Linked DNA regions of Hordeum vulgare: region 2 is linked to region 1. The links are chromatin contacts, called in public Hi-C maps. All regions are on one chromosome and are shown on one strand. Each heading gives the region's core, a stretch centred on a gene start, on an enhancer-like site or on the middle of the called end of the contact. The rest is flanking DNA. Distances are from core to core; before and after follow the strand shown. Region 1 has its middle 19 kb from the start of LOC123413577. Region 2 has its middle 81 kb from the start of LOC123409295.

What was found. Hi-C and Micro-C count contacts between places; a contact is called where the count stands out from the background.
Region 2: a Hi-C map of leaf shows a contact between it and region 1, with 5 times the contacts expected there. The contact joins two enhancer-like sites. A contact is called at or near these places in 4 of 6 Hi-C or Micro-C datasets (leaf and an unstated tissue).

The regions. Positions count from the first base shown.
Region 1 is chr7H:17,750,659-17,754,195 of MorexV3_pseudomolecules_assembly, forward strand. No RefSeq gene overlaps it. Among protein-coding and RNA genes, the nearest start is that of LOC123413577, 19 kb to the right of the region's middle. Within about 2 kb of position 1,458, at least 3 of the 3 cell types and tissues checked have open chromatin away from gene starts, as enhancers often do. A contact at or near this core is called in leaf, where this site is marked.
Region 2 is chr7H:17,919,955-17,923,193 of MorexV3_pseudomolecules_assembly, forward strand. No RefSeq gene overlaps it. Among protein-coding and RNA genes, the nearest start is that of LOC123409295, 81 kb to the right of the region's middle. Within about 2 kb of position 1,572, at least 2 of the 3 cell types and tissues checked have open chromatin away from gene starts, as enhancers often do. A contact at or near this core is called in leaf, where this site is marked.

The sequences.
Region 1 (3,537 bases), core at 208-2,707:
TAAAATGAATACAAAAGAAGATAAACTTTGCCACCACCGGCGAAAATGAACAAATGAAAGCATCATGCATGTTGTGTGATAAGATTAATTAGATATGGCAAAGTTAGACATCAACCCAAAGACCCAGTCAGGCATGCTTGAGTGCACCGCACACAGGTCGTGGTAGAATTTTTTTTCTACCTATGGGTTATGTTAGTTTGGTCATGGTGTTTTACATGCGAGTTCACATTCAAATATCTTACCCTTTAAATTTCCATTCAACCCTATCCATTTGAATGTGTGATGGATAAAATCAGAAAAAACGACCAGCATAATTTGACATTTAGTAAGTTCGTATGTATGTATTGCTGCTGTCTCTATCTTACCAAACACAGTGACAAATAACCAACTCCAAAACTGATCCTCTTATTTATCAATTTGTTTATTTATTGACCAGACAAAACTGGTCCTTTACCAATGCAAGTACCAAGTACCAACATCATTTCACCCTGAAATCCCATCGTCGGCAAAAGAAAAAAAAAAGGAATAACAGTTTCAATTCCGGAGTATAAATATATAGCAACAAGTTGGTGATCCAGCAACTTGCATTTCTAGTGGTACCACTTGTATTATGTTGGAACGACCCACAACTTGCATCCTCGTTCCAAGAAAGCATCAACATGTTTCTGTCCATACACTTTCCAAGAAAACACGAATCCACATGTTAAGAAGAACTTACTAAAACGTAGCACTCCCGAATTATGTCGTCAAGTTGCTGCAGACAAGTTGCAGCTTCTTCGCTACATTTGTTAGTCCTCCCGAATTACTCAACCATTGTTGGAAAGTTACAGTACAGTAATGCCGCAGATCAGTCACAATCGTTGGCTGGCCTTCTGTATCCAATCATTCATTTTCGAAATATACTTAACTGTAGTATAAATCATGGACCAAAACAGTTCAACAACTACACTACACACGTGCAGTGCAACTACCAACTAAGTCCTGGCCAGGCTGCGGCCGCCGCATGCAGTGGCTGGTCCAACACAACACACGCGGCCGGTGTCGCGTCCGAGCGTCTCACTCTCGCCAGCGACTACGAGGAGGAACAAAACTATATATTAAGCGGCGTTGGGGACGATCCTGTGGCCGATCGAGATCCAAAAGTTCGGAGACCTACCAACAACCGGGTGATACACTCATCTCCCTTGCGGCAGCATCCTGTATTTTCCATGTTGAATTCAAACAATGCACGCCGCGTTCAAACAGGACCGGAACCGTTTGATCGATCGGTGCATTTGTTTCTTCTTAAATCCCAACAACCGGATAAGATCAGGCGAGACCGGGACGATGGAGCTGATGGAGATTTCGATCTCGATCTTCAGTTCTTGGCGCCAAGAAGTTGTGGAGTGTGCATTGCCAGCCAGACGGGCAGGCAGCCGGGCTGTAGAATATGCTATGCTACCGGTATCCAGATCCAGATCCTGTTGTTAATGAGCCGCTGTGCCCGTCCGTGGCGCATGATTACTTCGCAGTTGCTGCGCAGAGAACTGTTACAACCGCCGGCAGTTGCTGTTGCCGTTGCTGTCTGGCATTTGAAAACTGGAGGTTGACTGAGCAAGTGATCCAGCACGGTCGATCGATCCGGACGTCGTCGTCGCTCTGTGTGTTTCCTACGTACAGGAAGCTGCCCTCCTCTTGCCCTCAGTCTACAAATTTGTTTTATACTCTTGTGAAACTACAGGATGGCGTGACATGACATGACATGCAAACAAAAAAAGGAAAGAGAGGCGGAGCAAACTTGGTGCTCCCGTAGATACGTTGCTACTGTGAAGCTTCACGCCTCTGTGGTTGAGTCTAGACCATTGCAGTTTGAGTTCTACTTTCTTTCTCCTCTCCCCGCTTACCAAGAAAGCTTTCGTGTGTTCAGCGTTTCTGCTCATGTTTTACACTGTCGGAATATATGCTTATAGTAGTTATATCTCTGCCCAACCAACACTTGCGTACGTGCACTGGCAAACATGTCCTCGACCACGACCAGGTCCGCCCGAGCCTGTCCAGCCATTACTGGCACAACACAACGGAGAAGACGAGGCGAGGCTGATCGATCCACCGCAACACAAGTAGAAAAACACTTGGTTCGGTGCATTGACGCATCAGCTGCTTTACCACATTCTTTGTCTGAACCAGCAGCACGTACGCCCGTGAAAACACATCGGGAGAGCCGAGAATAAGCATAGGTCCAAGCTAAAAACGGGAGGCCATGCTCGCTGCCAAACTTTTTGTGACCAACACAACACACGTAGCATAGCATAGCATAGCATTCACCTTTCGGAGATGAGATACTTACCCCTTGGTATGGTGAAGGCACAAGAACAAACTTGCGGCACTTGGCTTGATGCACAAAATGCTATTCCTCCTCCGGTGCCTGACGGTGGAGCGAATGCTTCCACGGACAAGAGCGATCGACGAGTCCCCTTTGAGAAATTCGGCGACACAATCCTGAGGATAGGATGACCGTCGACACAATCCTAAACACGATTCTTCTGACTAAACGTGGTGTGTCCCGAACCAACAAATGCGTGGAACAATGGAACATTTGCACGGTGCGGCAGAGCACTAGCTATAGCCTCCGATGCGGCGAGGGAAAAGACTCCGATTCCTGCAGTGGCGTAAACTAGGGACGTGTAGACAATGTGTCTTCTCACAAAGTCGCATTGCCCTTGGTAAAGTTGCCTACCAGATAATGCAAGATGAATATGGGATGCTTTAGACAAGTTTGCTGTTGTCTTAGTTCAGATGGTAACTTATATCTATACGCATGTTGGTTCAAACCAAAATTTGCTCCAAATACAGAGTTTCATATTTTACATACTACCTATTAGGGCTCACACAGTTTTCAAATTTTAGGAAACAATCAAAAAGGATCCAAATCTTTTATAGAAGTTTACCGGAAGCACAAAACACAACAAACATGATAAAAATATCTTTGACATTCAGAGAACACTGAACTACCCACTACCGCTTCCAAAACGAGACACCAACGCACCGCTATCGCCACTCCTCTATCGGAGCCGACTTGACCTTGTCAATGACAGTCGGAAATTTTATGTGCATGTGCCCCTAAGAACCAGCACCCTATAGTTGCAGTCATTTTCATTGAATCCTTGAATAGATCTGAAGTACCTAACACAAATTTTCCTCACACAATGAGAAACACTAACATCACCACCGCAAGGAGACGGTAGGAATCTACGTCGAAGCCCCCTCGACTACATCCAGACGGATGGACTCGAGAAAGATCGGAGCATGGAACACAAACTCGAAGAAGCCTTGCCATCTACGCGAGCGGCACACCAACGGGGACAAAAAAACCTGACCTAAACTACTAACTGGACAGAGGTACCGAAATTCCCCTCCCCACCATCAGCCGTTGGAGTGGCGAGAAAAGGACCGGTAGGCAAATCCATGGGCTCACACACAAAACATGGAGCGATAGTTTACCCTAGCCGCCAAGGGATAAAGAACGAAACTCTACGCAAGACATGGGATTCTTCTCGG
Region 2 (3,239 bases), core at 322-2,821, 170 kb after region 1:
AAAATATTCGCCTTGTAGTTTTTTTTAAATGTATTGATATGGTTAGCTTGTAATAAAAAATCTGTTTGCCCTCTGTCTTTTTACAATTTATTAAAGTGTTGATCATGTATTTAAAAAAATTCACCATGCAATTATTATCGAATGTTCACCATTTATTATATTTTTTACATATATTGTTTTTATGTTGTATTAAAAAATCTTGGGTATTAAAAATGCACAAACAGTTTACATAATGTAGGTCAACACGTTTTTTAAATACATGAGCAACTTTTAAAAATGCACGAATGTTTTTTTAATATGTTTAGTTAAAGGCATTATTTGTTTCAACAAACTGATGTAATTTACAAAATCTTTTGTACCTCTGAAATATTTCATGTATTCACGAATTTTCTAAATGTCTTTAAAATTCAGAATCTAATTTATGAAATTAGCGAACATATTTTGATTCATGAATAGTTTCTGAATTTTGTGAAACTTTTTTATGATCATGAGAATTTTCAAAGTTTATAAGTTTTTGTAAACACTGTTACCAGTTTTAAATTTTCTTGGAAAAAGAGAAGAAATGAAATGAAAATAATAACTATAGTGAAGCAATAAAATAAAGAGACGTGCTAGATGAAATCCGAGTAAGCAGGTAGAGGAAAATAAAAACGGAACGGGAAAAAAACCTGCGGAATGTATAGCTTGAAAATTGAAAAGTAAAGCAAACCAAAGGAAAGAAAAACCGGAAGGTGGGAGGATGGTCAGTGGAAAGCAGTTGCTCAACACAAGAGGGCGCAAAGGCAAGACAAATGAAACTGCAGTCTATAATCTATCTATAACATTTTTTAGCCGTAACCTATCCATCCCTGGAGAGGCATGAAGCTTCATGTGACGGAACGGAAGTACCAAGTTTCCTCTCCCTGTTTTCCTTCTGTTTTGGCACGTGGTTCTCATGTTTCACATGAGATGTTTGGAGTTTCAGAAGAGTAGGAAATTAAAAGGAGAACAAAGTGGACCCGGGGCAAGAGCACTATAGCAGTGCAGCTTCCTTCCTGGTGCTCTACCTACATAAAATCAATATAGGCTGACTACTTGTTGCGACTTGGGAGCATGGTCAAAGGTCTGGCTTGCAGGAAGCCAGGAACCGTTCCGTTTTCCACGTCTCGATCGTGCATGCTCATTTGCTCGGACCCGGTCAGTCTCCATTTCCCAAATCAAATGCGAGAGGCGACTCATGATTACTGTCAACCTCGACCATGTCTACTGCACAACAACTCTAGTACTAGGACAGTAAACATGCAGTCATGGTCCACATGCACACTGGTCAATTCATCAATCAAACGGTTTATTATACTCCCTTTGTACCTAAATATAAGTCTTTTAAGATATTTTACTAGGTGTCTATATACGAAACAAAATGAATGGATCTATATCTAAAGTATGTCTATATACATCCGTATGTAGTTCATTAGTTGAACTCTAGAAAGACTTATATTTAGGAACGGAGGGAGTAGTTTTAATTAGTAAACTGTTGGGACGTGCCTGTCAGTCTGGAATCTGGATGGCATATTTTACAGGCGGCTGCTAGCTCTGACAGTGCACACTCCGGCCGGCTTGGCGCGAAAACTAGAGGTTGAACTGCAAATCTTCTAGCTCGACCAGGTCGATTCGCCTCGGTGTCGCCTAACCTTATCTGGCTGTTGACAAATTCAGAGAAATGCGCCGATCGATCGTCCGGTCCAAATTTGACGTTGGCGTGCGTTGTTTAAACTGAACTTGGAAAATTAGGACACACGCATGCATGCATGTTGGCATGTTGGCGGGCGGGAGATGATATCACTCGGTCGTTGGTAGGTTTCTCAACTTTTGAATTTCGGCCAGAAAATCGTCGACAAGGCCGCTTTCTTTTCTTCTTCATAGTGGTTGGTGAGAGTGAGACGCTCGTATGCGACACCGGGGCATGTGTGCTGGACTTGCGAGCGCATGTGGCATGTGTGTAGGAGAAGTCGTTGAACAGTTCTGGCCCGTAGTGCAGTCAAATATAGTTCGAAAATGTTTGGGCCTCCTTTAGTTTGTAGGAATCTTGTAGAAATTTCATAGGCTAGGAGCTTTTAAAGGAAAATTTTCTATGGAGCCCTTTGATTTGTAGAAAAGGATTCGTATTAGCCTAGGCTCTATAAAAAAGATCATATTCAATGCATCGAATAACATGTATTTCTCCATAGAAATTAAAGCGTATGTTATCACACTTTTTATGATTTTTATTTCTAGAATATATCTGTCCTATGAACAAAGGTGGCCTTATCTGGAAATCGAAAAGGCGAAAGTTTGACTCTGCGCCACTATTGTAGTCGAATCTGCCAACAAGAGTTGAATAATGCGGGAGAATATAAAATATCCACAAGAAGTTGTAACTTGGTCAGGATTTAAGGACATCTCCAAAGCCGACCTTTAAACCGTCCGCATCCATTCGAACCGTGCGGTCTAGACCGTGGAAGCCATCTAACGTGGGCCTGTATCGATCCGTCGAGTGGTGTGGACATGCTTTTTCCCGCAAACCGTAGACAAACGTGGAAAGAGTTCTTTGCGGGCGTCCGTACCACTGCCGTGTCCGCTTCTGACCGTCATGGCCCACCAAAAACTCCTCCCTCGCCCGCACGCGCTTTGTGCCCGAAACGGTCAGCGCTGCTCAGAGTGAGAGTGCCTGCATTCATGCCTCGCAAGAGCAGGCGTGACCTCTCACTGGTGCCGGCGTTGAAGCGGTGCGCCGACCGAGCGAGAGCGCAACTTGTCACGCTTCCCGGTGCATGCATCTGCCCGCCTTCAAATGACACCATGCCCGTCTGTGTGCCGCCCACATTAACCATACACGGTTACCGAGAAACTTATTCCAACGCCACTCGTCCGTTTACATGACGCCCATCATTGCCATTAGCTCGCTATATATACTCCAACCCCGGCCATAGACGACACTAATTCTCCTCTGGTCCCTTTATCTTCTGCGCACCATTACCATGGCCTCCTCGCGCTCCAAAATTCTTTGGAATGGGCTCATGCCGGAGCATAATAAAGAGGTGTATGCCACAACTACTGGCTGACAAACTGCTGGGCCAAGGAGGACGTGATCGACGATAAGCCATCGCCACCCTCCTCGTTGGTGCCACCCTCGCCTGTGCATTGCACCATCACCATCGGCAAGGCCCGTGCTTATTACTTGGACATGGTGCGGGACGAGCAGGAGGAGTTGTTCCGGAAGG